Regions from separate parts of the Sus scrofa genome. Here region 1 is linked to region 2. The links are chromatin contacts, called in public HiChIP or PLAC-seq maps. All regions are on one chromosome and are shown on one strand. The core of a region is the stretch at or near the end of the contact, and the rest is flanking DNA. Distances in the headings are between cores, read along the strand shown. Region 1 has its middle 14 kb from the start of FCHSD2. Region 2 overlaps FCHSD2 (F-BAR and double SH3 domains protein 2).

The links. HiChIP or PLAC-seq counts read pairs in DNA pulled down with a chosen protein or histone mark.
Region 1: a contact with region 2 is called in an H3K27ac HiChIP or PLAC-seq map of alveolar macrophages. The contact joins two enhancer-like sites. A contact is called at or near these places in 1 of 5 promoter capture datasets (liver), 17 of 47 Hi-C or Micro-C datasets (alveolar macrophages, blood, brain and 7 more) and 2 of 2 datasets of contacts at active chromatin or transcription factors (alveolar macrophages and skeletal muscle).

Annotation. Positions count from the first base shown.
Region 1 is chr9:7,630,231-7,637,408 of Sscrofa11.1, reverse strand. No RefSeq gene overlaps it. Among named protein-coding and RNA genes, the nearest start is that of FCHSD2, 14 kb to the right of the region's middle. Within about 2 kb of position 3,213, at least 47 of the 83 cell types and tissues checked have an H3K27ac peak or open chromatin away from gene starts, as enhancers often do. A contact at or near this core is called in alveolar macrophages and retroperitoneal adipose tissue, where this site is marked.
Region 2 is chr9:7,593,887-7,601,405 of Sscrofa11.1, reverse strand. The region is part of intron 2 of FCHSD2 (F-BAR and double SH3 domains protein 2); the gene reads left to right. Among named protein-coding and RNA genes, the nearest start is that of FCHSD2, 22 kb to the left of the region's middle. Within about 2 kb of position 4,240, at least 13 of the 83 cell types and tissues checked have an H3K27ac peak or open chromatin away from gene starts, as enhancers often do. A contact at or near this core is called in alveolar macrophages and retroperitoneal adipose tissue, where this site is marked.

The sequences.
Region 1 (7,178 bases), core at 1,964-4,463, 37 kb before region 2:
CTGACACACCAGGGGACCTAGGACACGCCCTCTGCCCCTCTGGATCTTGGTCCTCCTCAGTGTAGTGAATTGGATGTCACGGGCTCTGTCGTCTCTTTGGCGCCGATGGTCCAGGATGCAGGGATGCCCAGTCAGGCAGCCATGCCCTTCGGCCTCCTCGCCTCCGGCTGTGAGCTCAGGTCTCTCGTTCTCTGTGGCAGAGTCCGCCCTGTATCCAGCTTCACCAGCTCTTCTGCATCTCGTCGAGGACGCGGAGAGCCGCTGGGCTCCCGCCCCGCTGCCCCACGGCTCCCTTCTCAGTGTTCAGTGTCCCATGAGCCTCTGGGTCTGTCTAGGCCCTTCGCTGCCGAAATGGGGGGTCCATTTCGGCCCCTCCCCACTCATCTCGCAAGAATGGCAAGAATGCTTGCTTGCAGAAAAGCCCCCTCGTGACGGCTGCACTTCTGAGCCCGTAAGCATGGCACCTGCCTCCTCACCACCCTTCCTCTGGAGCGCCGCAGAAGCGCGTGTTTCGGGCTGGGCTGTGGGCCCAGAGGACTTTATACTTTGCATGTCCTTGGAGAAGTAACCAGAGCACCCGAAAGAGGCCTGCACTTCGGTGTCACAAGCCCGACCACGTGAGGGGGGAGGCCGTTGCTGGGCTGGTCCCGTTCCAGACAGCTGGCACACGCAGGTTCCCTGCATCACACCCAACGTGGGGCTCTAGAGGTCACCGGAAACAGCGAGAGGCCAGCACGTCGGCTGGGAGCCCAGCTCCGGTCCAGCGTCACCACGGGGCCATGCCCAGAACACCCTCCCGGAGGAAGGGGGCCGCCCGGGGGTGGAGGCCTGGCTCACCCTGCTGGGCCCTCCACCTCCTGGATCTGACTTCCTCCTGGAGAGGCAGCCAGAATAGAACCTGGGTTCTCCTTCCCCTGGCACTGCTGATCATGCTGGCTACCCTGCCACCAGGTTGGTGAGGTCTGGCTGGGAATCCCGCCCCTTCCCCCCAGAGGCTGGGGGTCCCCCCTGGGCCTCCACAGTCCTGAGCCCTGATTCTCAGGGACTAGCTGACCACATGGCGCATGGCAGTGGGGATACTCCCCAACTCAAACGCTCTAGGGAAAGGGACTGAGTGTCCCGGTCCCCACCGCCCATTGTAGGGCTTGGCACAAGATAGATACGAAACTGCTTCTTCCGTCTAGGCTCCGTTTTGAGTCCTCCCAGCACTGACCCATAGAGGCCTTAGCAGAGGCTTCTGATAGAACCAGAGTTTTTGGGGCGGGGGGCTCCTGAGCCACGAATGATGCACCGCTGACGGCAGCCTCAGGGCAGATCCCGAAAGGCAGCAGAGCCTGCGCAGCAGGGTGTAAAGTGTGCTTTGGGGTCCCGGCCCTCTCTGCTTTGGTCTCAGCCCACTCCCTGCCTGGATCCTGGGCTCCAACCCACCCAGGCACCCCGCCCGTGCACTGCCAGATTTCCAGGTGTTCCAGCTCGGTGCCAGGCTTCTCACTATTTCCTCATCTCGAATGTTCTCTTCGTCCCCTTCTCCCTGGAAAACTTCTTGGCTCCAAAGTCTGCTGACTGAGGGACACAGAAGTGACCTTTCCTCTCCATGTTCTTCCAGTTTTTGTTTTTTTTTTTTTTTCTGCTTATCAGCTCAACTGGCCCCACAGTTACTGGTGCTGTTTGTCTTATTCGTCTCAAGAGGTTGCTCTGAGGGAAAGCAAATACCAGGCTCTGCAGCCTCTGTTTCCCCATCTGTAAAATGGAGACAGTGATTGCTACCCTTCCAGGTTGATAGAAGGATTAAATGAAATTAGTCAGGTCAGAACCCAGCACAGTCATCTCATTTGTCCACACACGGGGCAGGAGGGAAGACGTAGCCAACCTGCCCCACAGAGGCAAAGGCACCTAGGCTGGGGTTCTCGGCCCTATGGAAAAACTCAGCTAACCCACTGATGGCACAGCCCACCTCCCAAACCCAGGGAGGAGGGACCCGGGGCTGTGGGAGGCCGAGGGGAGAGGGCAGGCCTTTATAACATCTCCAGATATGCTGATCTTTTCCGGGCACAAGTTGTGTGCCCTGCCCGCTGCCAAGTGCATCATAACTTCAGCTCATCCTCTCGCACTCAGGCCACAGGATCCTGTTATGAATGCCACTTGGCTCCTTCCTCTCTCTACCGCCCCACACGGTGCCAGGGACACCACAATACCTAGAGTTTACTTATATGTGAAATGCCAGAAGCAGTGCCCCTCCACACAGTAAATGTGAATTTATGCTACGAGAAAGGGACTCTTTTAAAAATACACTTTAGGCGTTCCCGTCATGGCTCAGTGGTCAACGAACCTGACGAGTATCCCTGAGGACGTGGGTTCGATCCCTGGCCTCGCTCGTGGGTCAGGGATCCGTCGGTGCCGTGAGCTGTGGTGTAGGTCACAGACGTGGCTCGGATCCTGTGTTGTGTGGCTGTGGTGGAGGCCGACAGCTACAGCTCTGATTCGATCCCCTAGCCTGGGAACGTCTCTGGGCCACGGGTGTGGCCCTAAAGAGACAAATAAATGAACAAATACATACATAAATAAACTTTATCTGGAATAACTGTAGATTTATGGAAAAGTTGCAAAAATGTACGGAGATGTCTCCTATACCCGTTACCCAGTTTCCTTCGTTAACATGGTACGTTCTAAGGGACAGACACACTGTCACAACAAAGAAATTGACATTAATTACTATTTTTTGTCTCTCTCTCTCTCTCTCTTTTTTGGCGGGGGGTGGGGGGAACCTCCAACAGTGGCTATGAACTACACTCGAGGCTGTAAGTGGACTTCACCAGCGTTTGCAGCCATGTCCCACTTTTGTCCCAGGACCCAGTCCTGGCTGCCACCTTGCATTCGGTCGTCATGCCCACAGCCGAAGAGACTGACCCTGTAACTGCTGATTTCACACGGGAAAACGGGGGCGAGGGCTCTGCTCTTGGCTTCCTTCACTTTCACTTTCACCATTTCACTTCGGAAAATCCCCTTCAGACGTGCCTTTAGTCCCGAAGCTCCCCTTCCTGCCCTCCCTTCATCCAGAGGCCCCTCCCAGCCCCCAGGAGCTCGCCCTCAGCTCAGAGCTCTCCTGGCCGCCTGTTTCGTTCTTTCTTTTTAAAAATCTTTCTCGTTTGTTTGTTTTGGCTGCACCCACGGCCTGCGCAAGTTCCTGTACTGAGCCACAGCAGCCACAGCGGTGACAATGCTGAGTCCTTCACTGGGCCACCGGGGAACAGGGCCTCCTTTTCCTTACTGCCGGGATATTTAACTCTGCCCTGCTGCTCCAACCCCCCCGTTAGTGTCATCTTTAAGCGTGTCAATGGCTGTTATTCTGGGAATTATAAAACTCCTGTACGTTTTTGTTTTGGTTCCACTCTCTTCCTGGGACAGAAACTTTATGCCAAAAGTTTCCCCAACGCGAAATTTCCCCCAATTCATCCTTCCTTCCTTCTTCCCTGCAGTTCCCACCTCCCTTCTGGGAATGCTGTGGTCCCGGGGAGGCCACCTCCAGGGGTAGAAATATGACCTGAGCTCGAACAATCAGTACCTGCCACCTCTTCGGTCCAGGGATGGGTTCAAGAGAGGCTTGTCAGCCAAGGCGGCCCAGTCAAGGTGAAGCTCAGGCTCTTTGGCAGGTGCTCTGGTCCCCAGGTGCTCTCTTCGGCTCAGGTGGGAGGGATGCCTCACTATGGAGATGGGAGGCCAGTGGTCATTTTCTTAGCACACCTGGTTGCTGAGGAGTTTGGTTCAACCTGTTGAGGTAGTTGCATGAAGAAATTCTGGGTCTTTTTAATCTTCCTCATCATTCCCTTTCCTCTTTCCTCTTTTTTAACACCACAGGCAGTTTTAATAACCTTCTGGTCTTTTCTTTTAGGGCCACATCTGCAGCACATGGAAGTTTCCGGGCCATGGGGTGAATCAAAGCTGCAGCTGCCGGCCTACACCACAGCCACAGCAACACTGGGTCATTCACCCACTGAGCACGGCCAGGGATCAAACCCACATCCTCATGGATACTAGCTGGGTTCTTAACCCACCAAACCACAATGAGAACTCCTCATTCAGTTATTTAAACCTAGACCCGTCCAGTTTAAAACTTCAATCTCGGAGTTCCCCTTGTGGCGCAGTGGTTAACGAATCCAACTAGGAACCATGAGGTTGCGGGTTCGGTCCTTGCCCTTGCTCAGTGGGTTAACGATCCGGCGTTGCCGTGAGCTGTGGTTGCAGACTCAGCTTGGATCCCGTGTTGCTGTGGCTCTGGTGTAGGCCAGTAGCTACAGCTCCAATTCGACCCCTAGCCTGGGAACCTCCATATGCTGGCCCTGGAAAAGGCAAAAAAAAAAAGACAAAAAACAAAGCAAAAACTTCAACCTCTTACCCAATTCACAGCAACCCTCTACCCCACCCAGGCTAGAATGTGACTAGAGAGGCTTGGTGGCTGGGGACCGTGATAGGCCAGGGGCATGCTCCGCTCTCTTTTCTCATCACTAACTCCTGGGGGTGGAGAGAAGGCCTGTGAGCTCTCTTGCCCCCCCGGCTTCATTCTGCTTCAGAGACCTGTCCCTGACCTTGCTCCGGTTCTGTTTGCCCTTGGTGGCCTCTGTGATGTGGTGATGTCCACAGAGGGAACACCCGTGACTTCCTGGGTGTCACTCAGCTCTCCCTTGGCCCCTCATTGCCAAGGACTTCCACGGACAGGGGCTGCCTGGCCTTCCTTTGTCCCTACCATGGGTCTGTCCCCAGCCCCTCCCCCAAATGGGGGACCCTACTCCTTGTGGCTGCTGGCTGGCCCTCTGTGCCTCCTCTCAACCTCACGCTCTTTCATATGGAGCCATGGCAAGTATGAGGAACTGGGAGGGGTGCCCCATGTTCCTCCCAGGCCCCCCAATATCTTGATCCTGACAAGCTTGCTGACGTAGGCCCTTCCATGAGCCGCCTGTCTTTAGAACTCTCTAATCCACTCTCTGTGTTCACAAACAGCCCCAGTCTCGTAGGTCCCCCCTGCCCACAGCCCCACTTTCTCACCACACTTGATTCCAGCTGCAGCACCAGGATGAGCCTGCAGAGTCCCAGCTCAGAGAGCATCCAGGGGGAGAGGCCCCTTTCCCTCCCCACAGGCCCCCACTCTCTTCGAGGGAGCCTCCTGGATGCCCCATTTGGCCCTGCTTCCTCTGCCTCCCACACATACTCAGCTTTGCTGGGGAAGAGAGAGAACTAGGGGAGATGTGGAACCGTGGTGGCTTGAAATGTGGACGCATTAGCATTGAAAGAGCCCAGGAGAGCTGGTGGGATGTTCAGGCCCGATCCGCTCTCTCACTTTAGAGACAAACCCGGTCCCCAGATCTCTGACACCCCTACTCCGTAGCACAAGGTAGACCCCCTCCTGCCTCGGCGCCAAGCTCCCCATCTCCTGTTAAGGGAAAAAAATGATGCATTTACTGAGTTTCCTCGGAGGTACCTCTACCGAAAGGTGCCTTTCCTGATCACAGGAAAATAAACGCCACAGGATTTCAAATTCATGAGTCCTCGGCATTCAGTAGTTTGCCCTTTAATCTGATTAGCAAGTCCGGGGACCAGTTAGGAACCAGCAAGTGCCAGTGCTCGCGGGTACCAGACAGGCCTCAGTGGAAGAGAAGATGCTCCGAGCTTTAGCTTGAGCTTTGGGCCGACTCTGCAGAACTTTCTGTTAGCAGCTGGCCTCCTGCTCGTGCCAGCCCACGTCTCCTGCCAGGAAGGCAGACTCAGGAGGCCAGGTGCATCCTTTCTGCCTCCCTCGTTGGCACTGGCTCCTCCAGCCAGAACTCGGCTGTTCTTTCTTATCCTCTAAGGATGGCCCCGCTCACTCCCTCCTCCTCCCACTTAGCTAACAGGGAGAATTTCAGGGACAGCATCATTCAGAGTCCCAACAAGACACAGATGGTACCACTCACCTGAAAGTGGCAGGCGGTTTGTTTATACAGGGCCTAATTACAAAGCACAGGGTGACTTCAAGTGTACTAACGTGGAGCTGGCAGCAGAGCTGTCCCCACCTCTAGGCCTGAATGGCTAAAGGGGCTGAGAAGCAGTTCCCAGGACCTGGAACAAGAAAGGTCATGGGAGTTCCCATCCTGGCTCAACAGGTTAAGAACCCAACTAGGAACCATGAGGTTGCGGGTTCGATCCCTGGCCTTGCTCAGTGGGCTAAAGATCCGGTGTTGCCACAGCTGTGGTGTAGGTTTCAGATGCTGCTCGGATCCCACATTGCTATGACTGTGGTGTAGGCTGGCAGCTATAGCTCCAATCTGACCCCTAGCCTGGGAACCTCCTTATGCTGCAGGTGCAGCCCTACAAAAGGAGCAAAAGAAAAAAAAGAACAAGAAAAAGAAAGAAAGAAAGAAAGTCTTGTGGAGTCAGCCTCTTGGAGAGGAGCATGACCTTTAGCTGAGGGACAGAGCCAGCCCAAGGCACCGCCACAAGAGAAGAGCCACCCTGACCTCCCCTCCCCCTCCCTCCACGGGCCAAGTCCAGCCTGAAGGCAGACGCACCCAACTCCGGTTAATGAAGTCCTGGCTCGTCGGCCTCCTGGGGCGGAGCAGGGTGAGGAAAGCTCAAGGAGAGATGTCCAGCCTCGAGGCTCCAGGGTCCTGCGCGTTTCTGCCTTTGTCAGTGAGGATTCCCTCGCGCTTCAAGTCCGCTGCAAGATGAACCCCCCGAGCCTCTGGCCCCGAGTCACTGTCCTGCCCCTCCCCGACTCGGCCCTCCCGGCTGCGGGCTCCCTGCTGGAGAAGGATGTGGCCCCATCCTCACCCAGCCTCGGTACGACCTGCTCCCTCTGCGCAGAGGATCAAACTGGGTCTCCACTCAGCTCTGCGCTGTGGGGTATAAAGACGATTGCAGAGGGAGTTGGGCCCGCTTCTTTTTTATTTTTTTCCTGTCTTTTTGGGGCTGCACCCACAGCATATGGAGGTTCCCAGGTCTACACCACAGTCACAGCAACGCGGGATCCGAGCTGTGTCTGGGACCCACGCCACAGCTCTTGGCAATGCTGGATCCTTAACCCACTGAGCGAGGCCAGGGATCGAACCAGCGTCCTCGTGGATACTAGTCGGGTTCATTTGCTGCTGCGCCACGATGGGACCTCCCAGGCCCTCTTTTTTAACCTGTGCTCATGTGCGTTCTCTCTC
Region 2 (7,519 bases), core at 2,991-5,490:
ACAGATTTATTGAGATATAATTCACTTACCATACAATTAATCCATGTAAGTGGTTTTTTTTTGTTTGTTTGTTTGTTTGTTTTTCTTTTTAGGGCCGCACCCACAGCATATGGAGGTTCCCAGGCTAGGGGTCATATCAGAGCTGTAGCTGCCGACCTACACCACAGCCACAGCCACATCAGATCTGAGCCACATCTTCGACCTACATCACAGCTCACAGCAATGCTAGATCCTTAATGCACTGAGTGAGGCCAGGGATTGAACCCTCAACCTCATGGTTCCTAGTCGGATTTGTTTTTACTGGGCCACGACAGGAGCTCCTAATTTTAGAAACTTTTTGACCCTCCTACAAGGCAGTTTCCCTATTAGCAGTCACTTCCCATCACCTTCTTCAGCCTTAGCAGTTACTTTCTCTATTTATGGAAATGAAATCTATATAAATGGAATCCTACAATATGTGTTCTTTGGTGACTGGCTTTTACTTAGCATAATGTTTTAGCTCATCCATGTTATAGCATTAGTGCCTCATTCCTTTTTATGGCAGAAAAACATTCCATTCTATGGGTTACCACATTTTATTGATCCATTCATTCGTTGATAGACTTTTTGCTATTATGAATAATGCTCCTTTGAACAAGTTTTTCATGGACTTATGACTTACGTCTCCATTTACCTTGGGTATGTATATACCTGGTACCACTAGGTACCACTGGGTCATATGGTAGCTTTATGTTTAACTTTCTGAGGAACTTTCAAACTGTTTTCCAAAGTGGCTGTTACCACTCTATATTCCTGCTAGCTTTAATATGTGAAGGTTCCAGTTTCTACACATCTTTATCAATGCTTGTTACATGCGGCCTATGGAAGTTCCCAGGTGAGGGGGCGAATCGGAGCTGCAGCTGCAGGCCTGTGCCACAGCCATGACAATGCTGGATCTGAGCCGCATCTGCTACCTTTTCAGCGAGGCTGGATCCTTAACCCACTGAGCAAGGCCAGGGGTCGAACCCACATTCTCATGGACACTGTGTTGGGTTCTTAACCCACTGAGCCACAATGGGAACTTGTCTTTTGATTATAGCCATTCTAATGATTGTGATGTGGTATCATATTGTGACTTTGATTTGCATTTCCCTAAGAGCTTATGATGTTGAACATTTTTTCATGTGCTTATTTCGCCAGTTGTATATCTTTGGAGAAATGTCTGTTCAAATCCTTTTCCCATTTTTAATTGGATTATTTATCTTTTTCTTACTGAGTTGTAAGAAGAAGTCTTTTTATATCTTATCCACCATATGATTTGCAAATATATGCAGTATTTGCAATATTTTTCCTACTCTGGAAGAATCACTTGAGATGATCCTTATGTGCACTAAATTTTGAGAACCACTGAAGTAATGAAAAGAATAAGGACTTTGAAGACAGACCAGAGTTTGAAACCCAGCTCTGCCACCTATTAGCTGGGTAAGCAAGGACAAGTTACTGAGATTCTCTGAGCCTCATATTTCATGTATGGAAAATAAGGTTAATGCCTCCTTGCTTTTCTGTGAAAGTTAGATGAAATAGGTGAAATACCAAGTATGGTAGGTGCTCACCATCAGTAGCCACGAGATATTGTCTTATACAAAGTTATAAGTTATTGTATTTTGTTAACTCTAAGAAGTACATTTTTTTTTTTTTTTACATTCTTACATTTCTGAAATTCAGATACATCTTAGAATTGCTTTTGGTCGTGAGGCAGTTGTCATCATCTCTTCATGCACAGGCCTTACAGAGTAGCCGTTGGCAAGCTTAGAAGAAAATCCCAGAGATAATGGTTTGAATACACATCTTGGATTGCCCAGGCTTTTGATGGCACAAAAGATGATATTGTGTGGAAAAACATGGGTATCAATGACTGATTAAAAAAAATGATTCAGGGGAGTTCCTTGGTGGCCTGGTGGTTAAGGATTCAGCATTGTCACTGCTGTGGTTTGGGTTCGATTCCTGGCCCAGAAACTTATCCATGCCCTGGGTGTGGCCAAAAAAAAAGGTTCGGAAGAGTTCAAGCCTGAATGTGACCACTTTATGACCAATTAATTTCATCTATGTCTTAAAAATTATGCATGAGTAATACATGCTAAAAATCTAATGAAGTTTGGGGAGTTTCTGTGTGGCGCAGCAGAAAAGAATCTGAGTAGGAACCATGAGGTTGTGGGTTCGATCCCTGGCCTCACTCAAGGGGTTAAGGATCGGGCGTTGCCATGAGCTGTGGTGCAGGTCGAAGACGCAGCTTGGATCCCAAGTTGCTGTGGCTGTGGTGCAGGCCAGCAGCTACAGCTCTGATTCAACTCCTAGCCTGGGAACTTCCATATGCTGTGGGTGAGGCCCTAAAAATACCAAAAGACCAAAAAGACCCACTTTTCTGAGCCTCATGTTTCTCATCTGTAAAATGATCATAATTATAATAACTTGTGGAGTAATTTTGATAATTTAAGTAACGCACACAAAAAGCTCTCTTGCATAGTGTGTGGAATATAATACTCCATAAATGCATGTGGGCTGTATTTTTTTTTTTTTTTTCGTCTTTTGTCTTTTTAGGGCCACACTCATGGCATACGGAGGTTCCCAGGCTAGTGGTCTAATCAGAGCTGTTGCTGCTGGCCTATGCCAGAGCCACAGCAACGCCAAATCTGAGGCAAGTCTGCGACCTACACCACAGCTCGTGGCAATGCCGGATTCTTAGCCCACTGATCGAGGCCAGGGATCAAATCTGCAACCTCATGGTTCCCACTTGGATTGTTTCCACTGCGCCATGACGGGAACTCCCTTTTTTTTTTGTCCTTTTAGGGCCGCACCCGTGGCATATGGAGGTTCCCAGGCTAGGGGTCTAATCGGAGCTGTAGCCACTGGCCTACACCAGAGTCACAGCAACAGGGGATCTGAGCTGAGCTTGTGACCGACACCACAGCTCACAGCAATGCCGGATCCTTAACCCACAGAGCGAGGCCAGGGATCGAACCTGCATCCTCGTGGATATCTAGATTCGTTTCTGCTGAGCCACAATGGGAACTCCTGGGCTATAATTTTGTTAAGTAATTGAGAGTTTCAATTCAGAATATGGTCCTTGACTTACTCACCCCCTAAAGAGTTAACCTGTAAGTTAAAAAATGTAATGAATCTCAGAGATAAACTGTTCACGTAGTGCTAAAGAATTTCCTTCAAGCTCAGCAGTCCTAGGTACCTTCCATCTGTTTGTGTGTTGATAATGATTCTCCTCGTGATTGGATGGCTTCTGCAATTCTCAGCGTGCTTTTCTCATGCAGCAGCATTAGGTGGAAAAAGAGAAGGGAAGCACAGTTTCTCCTCATGCAGATTTTCCCTCCTTCCCCACCTTCCTTTCATTCCACCAGGGAAGAAAATTTCTACCAGAAATTATCCCCAAAGACCTTCCCATATATCTCCGTGGCTGAGTTTGTTTTATGTACCCCTGTAGCCTCGCTGCAGAGGAGGCTGAGAATGGGATTACATTCTTGGAGAGGAGGTCTTTGCCAGCAAGAAATAGGTGGCAGGAATATGGCTTTTCTCCCCCCGTTTGCCCCGTTTGCCACAGGGACTCATTTCTAACTTACACCTAGTGTTGCCCCTAAAAGTAAAAACTGTGCTGACGTCGGATTGTGAAGGATATAGCTGGAGTTGCAGTTGTCCTAAGCGATTGGGAATAAGAGACTCCTTGGAAACCTTTTGTATCCCCTCCTGTCGACTCCTTTCGAGTTCAGGAGTAGGTTTTTGTATTCATCATCGGTAATGGGCCCACAGGCTGGTGGCGGTGAGGATTTTCCACTTCGGGATACAGCAGCGGTTAAGTGCCAGGCCGCTCGTGCTGGTCTGATAGTTGGGGAAATGGTGGCCCAAGGGCCTTTCAGGAGTTGCGCTTTTGCTGAGCTCCTTTGGCGTCTCAGGTGAGAGCATTAATAAGCACTGAGGTGGCCAGACTGAAAGCAGGGAAGGACACGTAAAAGCTAGAATTCCTCAGCAAACTAGCTGAATATCTTGCCTCTTAGTAATTGGGGCTCTGCGGTTCAGTCTTAACAGCAGAAGGTATGAAGCCTTGTACCTGAGAAGGCCTGGGGTGCTCAGTTGATGTTTTTCTTTGTAAATTCTTCAGATGTTCCTTTGAATCCCACAAAGGGTGCCAGTCTTCAGGAAAGGTCTGAGGCATAAGCATGAGGTAGTCTGCGCTGTTGACGCTCCAGTGACTAATTTGGGAACTAGGCACTGAGACTTGTAACTCTGTCCTTTGTTCCATTGCTGCAGATTTCCTGTCATGTGTTGGTCAGGGCGAACTTAATAGAACTGGAGCCGATATTTTTCTTTCATTTTATTGTTTCCTCACAGTATTCCTTGGTCATGTTTTATTTTAACACTCCGTTTGATCTCCCTTTTGGCATTCATGTGTGAGTGTCTTGTCATCCAGATGTTTTCTGTTTTGTGAACTTTGAAATAATCCCATTTCAAAAAGAAAATAATGTTATTTCTGGTGGTATAAGTGTTACCATGCCTGTGGTCCCACAGGAAACGATTGAGAATGTATATTCCATGATTATATTTTAGTGTTATTTGTTTTCCCCCTGTTGGTGGCTGGTGAAGGGGGTGAGAGGCAGAGACTTTTTATTATATACCTTTTTGGGTAAGTTTTGAATTTGGAACTACGTGAATATTATCTACTCTCAAAACTAAAAGCAAATGATTCAGTATTGGTAAAATTTTATTGCCTATCTGTTAAAGATAACATCGTAAGAGTTTATAGTAGTTGGTGCTAAAATGCCATTTTGGGTTTTTAATTAGTTTTTAGTGAAGTTGTTTTCATCATTAAATAGACTTTAAGGTTTATTTCAAATATATACCAAGTATTCCAAATATTTGTTTGTTTTTGGCTGCACCTAGGGCCGTGTGGAAGTTCCTGTGCCAGAGATGGAACCCACGCTGCAGTTGCAGCCTGCGTCACAGTTGTGGCAACTCCAGGTCCTTAACCCGTTGCACTACACAGGAACTTCTCCCAAGTATTAAGAATACTTGCTTCACAAACTTCTCTTTATAAAATGACTGGTCTCAGAGTTCCTGTCATGGCTCATTGGTTAACGAATCCGACTAGGAACCATGAGGTTGCGGGTTCGGTCCCTGCCCTTGCTCAGTGGGTTAAGGATCTGGCATTGCTGTGAGCTGTGGTGTAGGTTGCAGAAGCGGCTTGGATCTGGTGTTGCTGTGGCTGTGGTTTAGGTCTGCGGCTACAGCTCCAGTTAGACCCCTAGCCTGGGAACCTCCATATGCCGCAGGAGCAGCCCTAGAAATGGCAAAAAGACAAAACAAACAAACAAAACATAAAATGACTGGTCTCAAGCTGGTTGTCATTTAGAGTTGGGGAAATAGGCTCTGAGTACTACTGTGTTCCTTTCTGTGTTGTGGAATTGTTTTGTCCGCAGACAAGCAAACATATTAGACATATTAGATTTCTGTCCAGGCTTAAATTTTAGTTAACTTTATTCAGAAGTTTCACATCGTAATCATCATGTAAAATATTTAATATTAAAATATTAAAAATACCACAGAATATTGTTTCTGTGGTGTATTTTGTTTTTCAAGAACCACCACTTAGAATAGATAGCAAAGAAGAGGTGTAAGATTTAGAGCCTCGCGGATCTTTCAGTCTGGCTGACTAGCACAGGAGTGAAGGGAGATACCGTGTCTGGGGTTGCATGTTTTTCTCAGATCTGAAATTGTTGAAGGATTGTGTGGAAAACTGGACTTTTAGGGATCGCTTGTCTTCCAATAATTATATCTTGGCTTTTCGTTATATTTTGAGGTATTTCCATAGTCAAAAATGCCTTATCTGTTGTTGATTTTTTTTTTTTTTTAGTAAGTTAAGACCAGGCAGTTTTATGGTCGTGGAGTGAAGGGTGCCGTTTCGGAATAGAGCTAAAGTCTTGCCATGCAAAATTTTTTTTTCTGGCTACCTAATTATACTTATTTTTAACTTATTGGCAGTGTTCCCAAAATGAAATATACTCCACAAATAGTGTAGAATCAGCTCATTCTGTATGGTAGAAATGTGTATAATCGCATCATACTTTATATTAGTAAACTCACTTTAATAAAAAATTACTTCTTTACATGTTTGAGACTAGTGGTTTACAAAAGTTATTGAAATACTTACGTAGAAAATAAGGGGCTGTTAGCCAGTTACATTGTTTCCTTTTGTACAGCTCTGTGCTTGAGGACATATTTTTCTGAGGAGAAAAGAATAATTGTACATTTACTTTCAGGAAAATAATTACATTTTCAAAGTTTCATTAGCTTATAAAAACATAGAAGAATAATAGAAATCGTAAAGCTCTGTTAAAATTTTGAAAATGGCTTTTACAGTGGTCTATTTTGTTAATGTAGTGTCTTTTGACATTAATTTAGGTTTAGTCTTGATATATTACTACATAGGTATTAAAATTAAGTCTTCAAACCTCCTATGTTTTATACGTCAGTAGCTTTTTAAGGAAGGAGAAAGCAAGGAAAAAGACCTCAGTGTTTAATTTTACTTGAGTAACTCTTCCAGATAGAAGCCTGTGAAAGATTTATGATGTACTTTTAAATGTACAGTGTAATTCAAGGATGAGGAATAAGATGTATCTTGCACTAATGATGTTTAAAGACAAATAATGTAGTAAAAATTTATATTCGCTTTTATTTGTATCCTAAAGAAATAGCAAAAATTTTCATTTGATTAAAAATGTTTAATATGTGTTCTCTGCCATTGTCTCAAAAGAATGTGCATTGCACTTTAATAAAAGATTATCTGACTAATGAATGTCTCTAACTCTTTTCCTGGCAGAGGAAACTTGGCATCTTAAATTGGGTTTTAAACATAATATACCATAAATGAAAACATTTAGAGTCATGGTATTCAAAGATGAACTTGATTGTGAATCTCTTGACAAAATGATTTTGGTAGCTTGGTTAATATTGATAAACCTTAATGGAAGGTAATTTTTTTTTTTTTTTTTTACTTGAAAATGCATGTTTAGGTGGGGAATATATATATGTGTGTGCGTGTGTGTGTGTGTATTCTTTTTTTTTTTTTTTTTTTTTTGTCTTTTTAGGGCTGTACCTGCAGCATATGCAAGTTCTCAGGCTAGCGGTCAAATTGGAGCTGCAGCTGCTGGCCTCACCACAGCCACAGCAGTACGGGAATATGGGATCCTAACTGCGTCTGTGACCCATACCACAGCTCACCACAATGCCAGATCCTTAACCGTCTGAGTGGGGGCCAGGGATTGAACCTGCATCTCATGGATACCAGTCAGGTTCATTATTGCTGAGCCACAATGGGAACTTGAGGAGTTATCATGGTTGTCTAGTATGCATTTCAGATTTCTCCCTGACCTTAGGCATTCCAGGAAACACTGTCTTGGCTAAGAGATACTATAGGAGAGGTAGATTTCTAAGATGTGTAAAATTATCAATGGGATAATCAACCTTGAATATCTGAATA